2 separate regions of the Pan troglodytes genome follow, and region 1 is linked to region 2. Evidence: chromatin contacts called from public Hi-C data. All regions are on one chromosome and are shown on one strand. Each heading gives the region's core, a stretch centred on a gene start, on an enhancer-like site or on the middle of the called end of the contact. The rest is flanking DNA. Distances are from core to core; before and after follow the strand shown.

Region 1 (2,939 bases), core at 323-2,822, 390 kb before region 2:
TCCCTGCTCCCAAGGCCCCCTCACCGCGCATACTGCCACCTCACCGCGCATACTGCCACAGCCGCTCGCAGCTCCCGTGGCCCACCTCCCTCTCCTCCAGGTTGCTGCCCCCGGGGTCTTTTTGAGCACATCAGATCATCTTGCTCAGAATACCCCGTGGCTACCGCCTCTAGGATAATGCCCAACGGCCTTGGTAGGATATTTGGTGCCACACACCCTCCAGTCTCCCCTCTAATCCCTAACCTACCTGCCTCCCCGCCTAGAGGCCCTGCTCTCTGCAGGCTCTACTGTGTCCTGGGCCCTCAGCTGAGAGACCAACCCGCCCTTCCAGGAAAATGCGAGCCTCACCAGGCGGGGTTATGCTCCCGCCCTCCTCCTTGTATTTATTACCTGACCCTCTGCCTCCTGCAACGCCAGGGCTGGAGGACAGGCTGGCCCTTATTCCTATGGGCACTGGCCAACATCCAACGCCTGGGACATAAACTGCACCCAATGGTATGTGAACTGTACTTTACAGTTTGCACGGTGTGTTCTGGTATTTGCTAAATCTTCACACATGCTTAGGTGGCAGTACGTTTTAATGATACAGGCGAGGGAACTGGGGCTCAGAAAGGTCTAGTGCCTTGCGCATGGGAGACTCAAGTGGTAGAACCGGTGGCCGGGCTCCGGGCTCTGAGCGGAAAGCCTGCAGGACTCGGAATCCTGAGGACCTGGGTTTAAACCCGCTCAGCTAGGGACTGGGTGAGGCATCGCAGGCAAGTGACTTCACCTCCCAGCGCCGGTGCCCTAGTCTTCACCGAAGACAGCAATTCCAATCTGGGACTGTGGTGAGGCTTAAATAAAACACTGCTCAGTAAGTGGCCAGCAGGCCTGGCTTGCAGCCGGAACTATAAATGTGAGTTCCCTTTCTGACCCCCCAGCTTTGGCGAGCGCTCCTCCTGTTTGGGCAGCAGCTCCTCCTGAGCTCCCGAGGCCACGGGGGTGCCAACTGTGGAGCGCCCGCCGTGTCGTTTTGACGCGAGAGCTGCGTCGGGTACCAGCGATCCTTAAAGGAGCTCGGGGACCAGGGGCACAGCTTGGAGAGGACAACGAGGGAGGTGACTGGCCTCGGGGAGGCGGGCGGCGGATGGAGAGGCATGAGGGGGGTGTTGTCAGCCGCGGCACACGCCTTCCCCAAGTGGCCGGCGCCGCCCCTTGCCACCACTTCACCTCCGCCTCTTCCCTTCCTCCCTAGCTCCTGGCAGCGTCTCTAGGGCCTCAAAAAGCAAGGAGGGTCCCCGGGCAGCGAGGCCCCATGGATCCAGCCTGCGCCTGCTCCCAAGGGTGCGCAGGCCCCGCCCCTCCCCGCCCCGCCCCTGCCGGGCGCCCGCCCCCCGGGGAGCGCAAGCCCCCGCCCCTTCCCTCGCCCCTCCCCTGCACGGCGCCGGCTGGCTGGAGGCGGGGCATGCGCACGGGCCTGGGCGAGGGCGCTGGGCGGCGGGGAGGTGGGGCGCGCGCGTGCGGCTTCTCTCAGCCAGGAGCGGCGGGGGCGGGCACGGGCAGCAGCGGGCCGGCGGTGGGCGGGGAGCGGGACGCGGGAGCCGGGCGCGCGCCGCCAGCGCCGCCGCGGCACCGGTGACCGCGAGCCCGGAGCGCGAGGTCCGGGGATGCGAGCGGCTGGGAGCTGCCGCGCTGCTGAGCCGGGAGAACTCGATCCGCGGTGACCTCAGCGAGGGGCGAGCGCGGCGGCGGCGAGCCCCGCGGGAATCCTCGGGGCCGGGGTGCGGGGGGCGGGGACGGCGGGAGCGCGGGGCGCAGCCCGGGCGGGGCTGGGACAGTGATGAGAGAGCGCGCGGGGAGGCTGCACGCCGCCGCCGCCGCCGCCGTCGTCGTCCGGAGCATCTGCTGCCTGAGCTGCTGCCCGCGGACCCGGCCATGGAGACACTGAACGGCCCCGCGGGCGGAGGTGCCCCGGACGCGAAGCTGCAGCCGCCTGGCCAGCACCACCGCCACCACCACCTCCACCCGGTGGCCGAAAGGCGGCGGCTGCACCGTGCGCCCTCGCCCGCCAGACCGTTCCTCAAGGACCTGCACGCCCGGCCCGCCGCGCCCGGCCCGGCCGTCCCCTCCTCGGGCCGAGCCCCGGCGCCCGCCGCCCCGCGCTCGCCCAACCTCGCGGGCAAAGCGCCGCCCTCGCCGGGGTCCCTGGCCGCGCCCGGCCGCCTCTCTCGGCGCAGTGGCGGCGTCCCGGGCGCGAAGGACAAGCCCCCGCCGGGCGCCGGGGCCAGAGCGGCGGGCGGTGCCAAGGCTGCCCTGGGAAGCAGGAGGGCGGCGCGCGTGGCGCCCGCGGAGCCGCTGTCCCGGGCTGGGAAGCCTCCCGGAGCCGAGCCGCCGTCTGCCGCTGCCAAGGGCCGCAAAGCCAAGCGCGGCTCCCGGGCGCCACCCGCCCGCACCATCGGCCCCCCGACCCCGGCCGCCCGGATCCCTGCCGTGACCCTCGCGGTGACCTCGGTGGCCGGGTCCCCGGCCCGCTGCTCGCGCATCAGCCACACGGACAGCAGCTCCGACCTCTCTGACTGCCCCTCCGAACCCCTGTCCGACGAGCAGCGCCTGCTCCCTGCCGCCAGCAGCGACGCCGAATCCGGCACGGGCTCCAGCGACCGTGAACCACCACGAGGAGCGCCGACGCCGAGCCCCGCAGCCCGAGGAGCGCCGCCGGGCAGCCCCGAGCCCCCAGCGCTCCTCGCCGCGCCCCTCGCCGCGGGCGCCTGTCCCGGGGGCCGGAGCATCCCGGGCGGGGTTTCGGGGGGTTTCGCGGGGCCCGGCGTGGCGGAGGATGTCCGGGGGCGCTCGCCACCGGAGCGACCAGTCCCCGGGACCCCCAAGGAGCCCAGCCTGGGCGAGCAGTCTCGGCTCGTGCCAGCGGCGGAGGAAGAAGAGCTGCTGCGGGAGATGGAGGA
Region 2 (2,700 bases), core at 113-2,612:
GACAGGGTTTCACCGTATTAGCCAGGATGGTCTCGATCTCCTGACCTCGTGATCTGCCCGCCTCAGCCTCCCAAAGTGCTGGGATTACAGGCGTGAGCCACGCGCCCGGCCAGGTGTATAAGTATTTAGGTAACTTTATAACAAAATACATTTACATTAAGGGCCAGACTGTCTTTCCCTTTTAAAGGGAAATACTGAAGCTAATTTAGGAGAGGCAAACTAACATAAAATATAAGGCAAAGGAGTGGGAACCAAGGCATTTGGTATCTATTTCTAGCTCACTGGGCAGCAGTCCTCTGTGTCTTGAATTCTGTGATTTGCGAAATATGATTCATAGGGGTTGCAATGGAATATTTCTGAGTTTTTAAACTAATGAGGGATAAATTTTCAAAATCCCTGTGCTGCTGTGAATGTTCTAGAAATTATTCACAAGTTTATTATAGCAAAGAAAATGGGCAAAAGGAAGGGGGTGGGTACAGGACGTGACACTCCAGAAAAGAAGGCAGTGACGTAAAAAATCAAGAGGAAGTCCACACCAGGAAATAGTGCTGTGCACATTAGAGCTGTTACTGAATAAATACTTGTTGGAATTTCCAGAGATAACCAAACAAACATGAAGAAGGAAGTGGGGTTTTTTTTTTCAGCTTTATTATGGAAAATATCTAATATGTACAAAAGTTCCGAGAATAGTAAATAAGAACGACCATGCAGCTTCTATGGCCTTACTTAACGGCCAACTTGCTTTATTTTTCACCTCCCACTCCCCACTATTCTCAAGCAAATTCCAGACATCATACCATTTAACCCCTAAATATGTCGCACATATCTCTAATGCAAAAGATTGGGAACCAAGACATTTGGTGTCTATGGCTAGCACACTGGATAGCAGCCCTCTGTGTCTTGAATTCGTAACATGTAGAATAAGATTTATAGTGGGTTGCAACCCGACTTTATTTTTAACTAACAGCAATATAAGAGGAGGTGGCTAATCCTCACAAGGCTCTCCATGAGGGAAGCTCACCCCTATAAATCCAGGCGGGCGCTTCGTTACCCAGGAGCCCAAGGTGCAGCTCCGGGACGCTTCTTTTCAAGGCCGGGACCCCTGCAGCGGCCCGTAGGACACCTCCCTTTCCGAGCACGGACTGGTCCCCGCCCCTCCCCCGGGAAGTCTCCGCCCACAGGGCCCCAGCAGCCCCCGCGCGCCCTCGCTCCCTCCCGTCAGCCCCCGCCCCTCGGCGAAGGGAGCGGCGTGCCGTCCGGGTCGCCTAGGCCTGGGGTCGGGAGCGCGCACGCTGTGCGCCCTGGGCGCGCTCGGGATTCTCGCCTGGCGCGGCTGGGGAAGGTGAACAGTGTGGCCCGCCATGTTCTTCTCCGCGGCGCTCCGGGCCCGGGCGGCTGGCCTCACCGCCCACTGGGTAAGGAGGCTCAAGCTGAGCCCGGCGCTGCCGCCGCCCTCCTCTTGCTCTCCGTGTCTCCCTTAGTTTTGGGCGCAGGAGAGCCCTGGGCTCTGCACGGGCCTGCAGGCGGCGGCAAGGACACTGCGGCCTTAGCCCTCTTAGGGAGGCCGCTGCAGCCCCACCGTGAGAAGCCCCGAGGGAGGGTTGCCATACTGGGAAGTGTACTCCTAGTTTGGTCGAGGAGGACAGAAAAGAGGGGCTGCTTGGTGATATATATATATATATATATATATATGTTTGTTTGTTTTTGCTGTTTTGCTGTAGCGCAGAATCTAGGCCTGCTCTGGCCAGATCTGTTTCGAAGACCGCCGCCCCGAAGGAGGCACCTCTCGTTTCAAGCCTAGTGACCTCGATGCTTTTAGGTTGCAGCATACTGGAGAGCTCTGGCTTGCTTCGTGAAGGCTTAGGGAGAACTTCATTAGGGCTGGAAAAGGGTGGCCAATGTTTGATTTACTGCAGTTGTGCTTTGCATATCGGAAATGCTGGCTAAATAAATGGTATCAAACTAACTCTGAAAGAACGGCGCCGCAAATAACAGCACCCAATTAAAGAACCACAGGATTTTAGAGATTAAATGATCTTTTTGAGATCCAAGTGCATCTCATGGTAGGCAAGGAAATTGAATTGCAGAGAAGTTGAAACACTCCTTCACGTTAATCTAAAAATGCAGATTTCCAGAAATGTCGATTATAACAACAGGGCCTGTTACACAAGTAATACTGGAAAGAAGCCTTAGTTTTGTTTGTTTTCTAAGAGTGAAATAGGTTAAGTCAGTTCTCAGCAAGAGGGAGATAGTGTATATTCATTGAGAATGAATTCAGGGCTTTAGAGTTAGACTGGAGTTTGGATGTTAGCTTAACTGCCTTTTGTGGCTCTATGACTTTGTGCTGTTAATCTTCCTCAGTTTCTTCAGTTGTAAAATGGGAATATTCCTTTTTGCAGAGTTCAGTCTTTCAATAAACATTTGAAGTCTTACTGTACGTCATGCACTGCTGAGCTCTAGTTAACAGTGTGGATAATAATGATAGTCATTTGATAACTGTTTTCTGTATGCCAAGCACCGAGTTAAATATCTACATTCCACATCTCATTTTTGAGGTTGGTATTACTTTTTCCTCATATTACAGATAAGGAAAAGACTTAGACAGTTCCCGTTCTTTTGGAATTGATAGTCTCATGTAAGAGGAACTTTAAGGTTGAGACAATGTAAAAGTACAGTGTTAGAGATATGAATAGGGTCATC

The links. Hi-C and Micro-C count contacts between places; a contact is called where the count stands out from the background.
Region 1: a Hi-C map of stem cell-derived neural progenitor cells shows a contact between it and region 2, with 6 times the contacts expected there. The contact joins the promoter of MTCL1 here to the promoter of NDUFV2 in region 2. A contact is called at or near these places in 1 of 7 Hi-C or Micro-C datasets (stem cell-derived neural progenitor cells) and 1 of 1 datasets of contacts at active chromatin or transcription factors (stem cell-derived excitatory neurons).

The regions. Positions count from the first base shown.
Region 1 is chr17:22,196,389-22,199,327 of NHGRI_mPanTro3-v2.0_pri, reverse strand. It overlaps MTCL1 (microtubule crosslinking factor 1), which reads left to right and starts at 1,572. Exons shown (of 16, transcript XM_016933321.4): 1 at 1,572-2,939. The coding sequence starts at 1,915.
Region 2 is chr17:21,802,253-21,804,952 of NHGRI_mPanTro3-v2.0_pri, reverse strand. It overlaps NDUFV2 (NADH:ubiquinone oxidoreductase core subunit V2), which reads left to right and starts at 1,362. Exons shown (of 8, transcript NM_001071786.1): 1 at 1,362-1,415. The coding sequence starts at 1,362.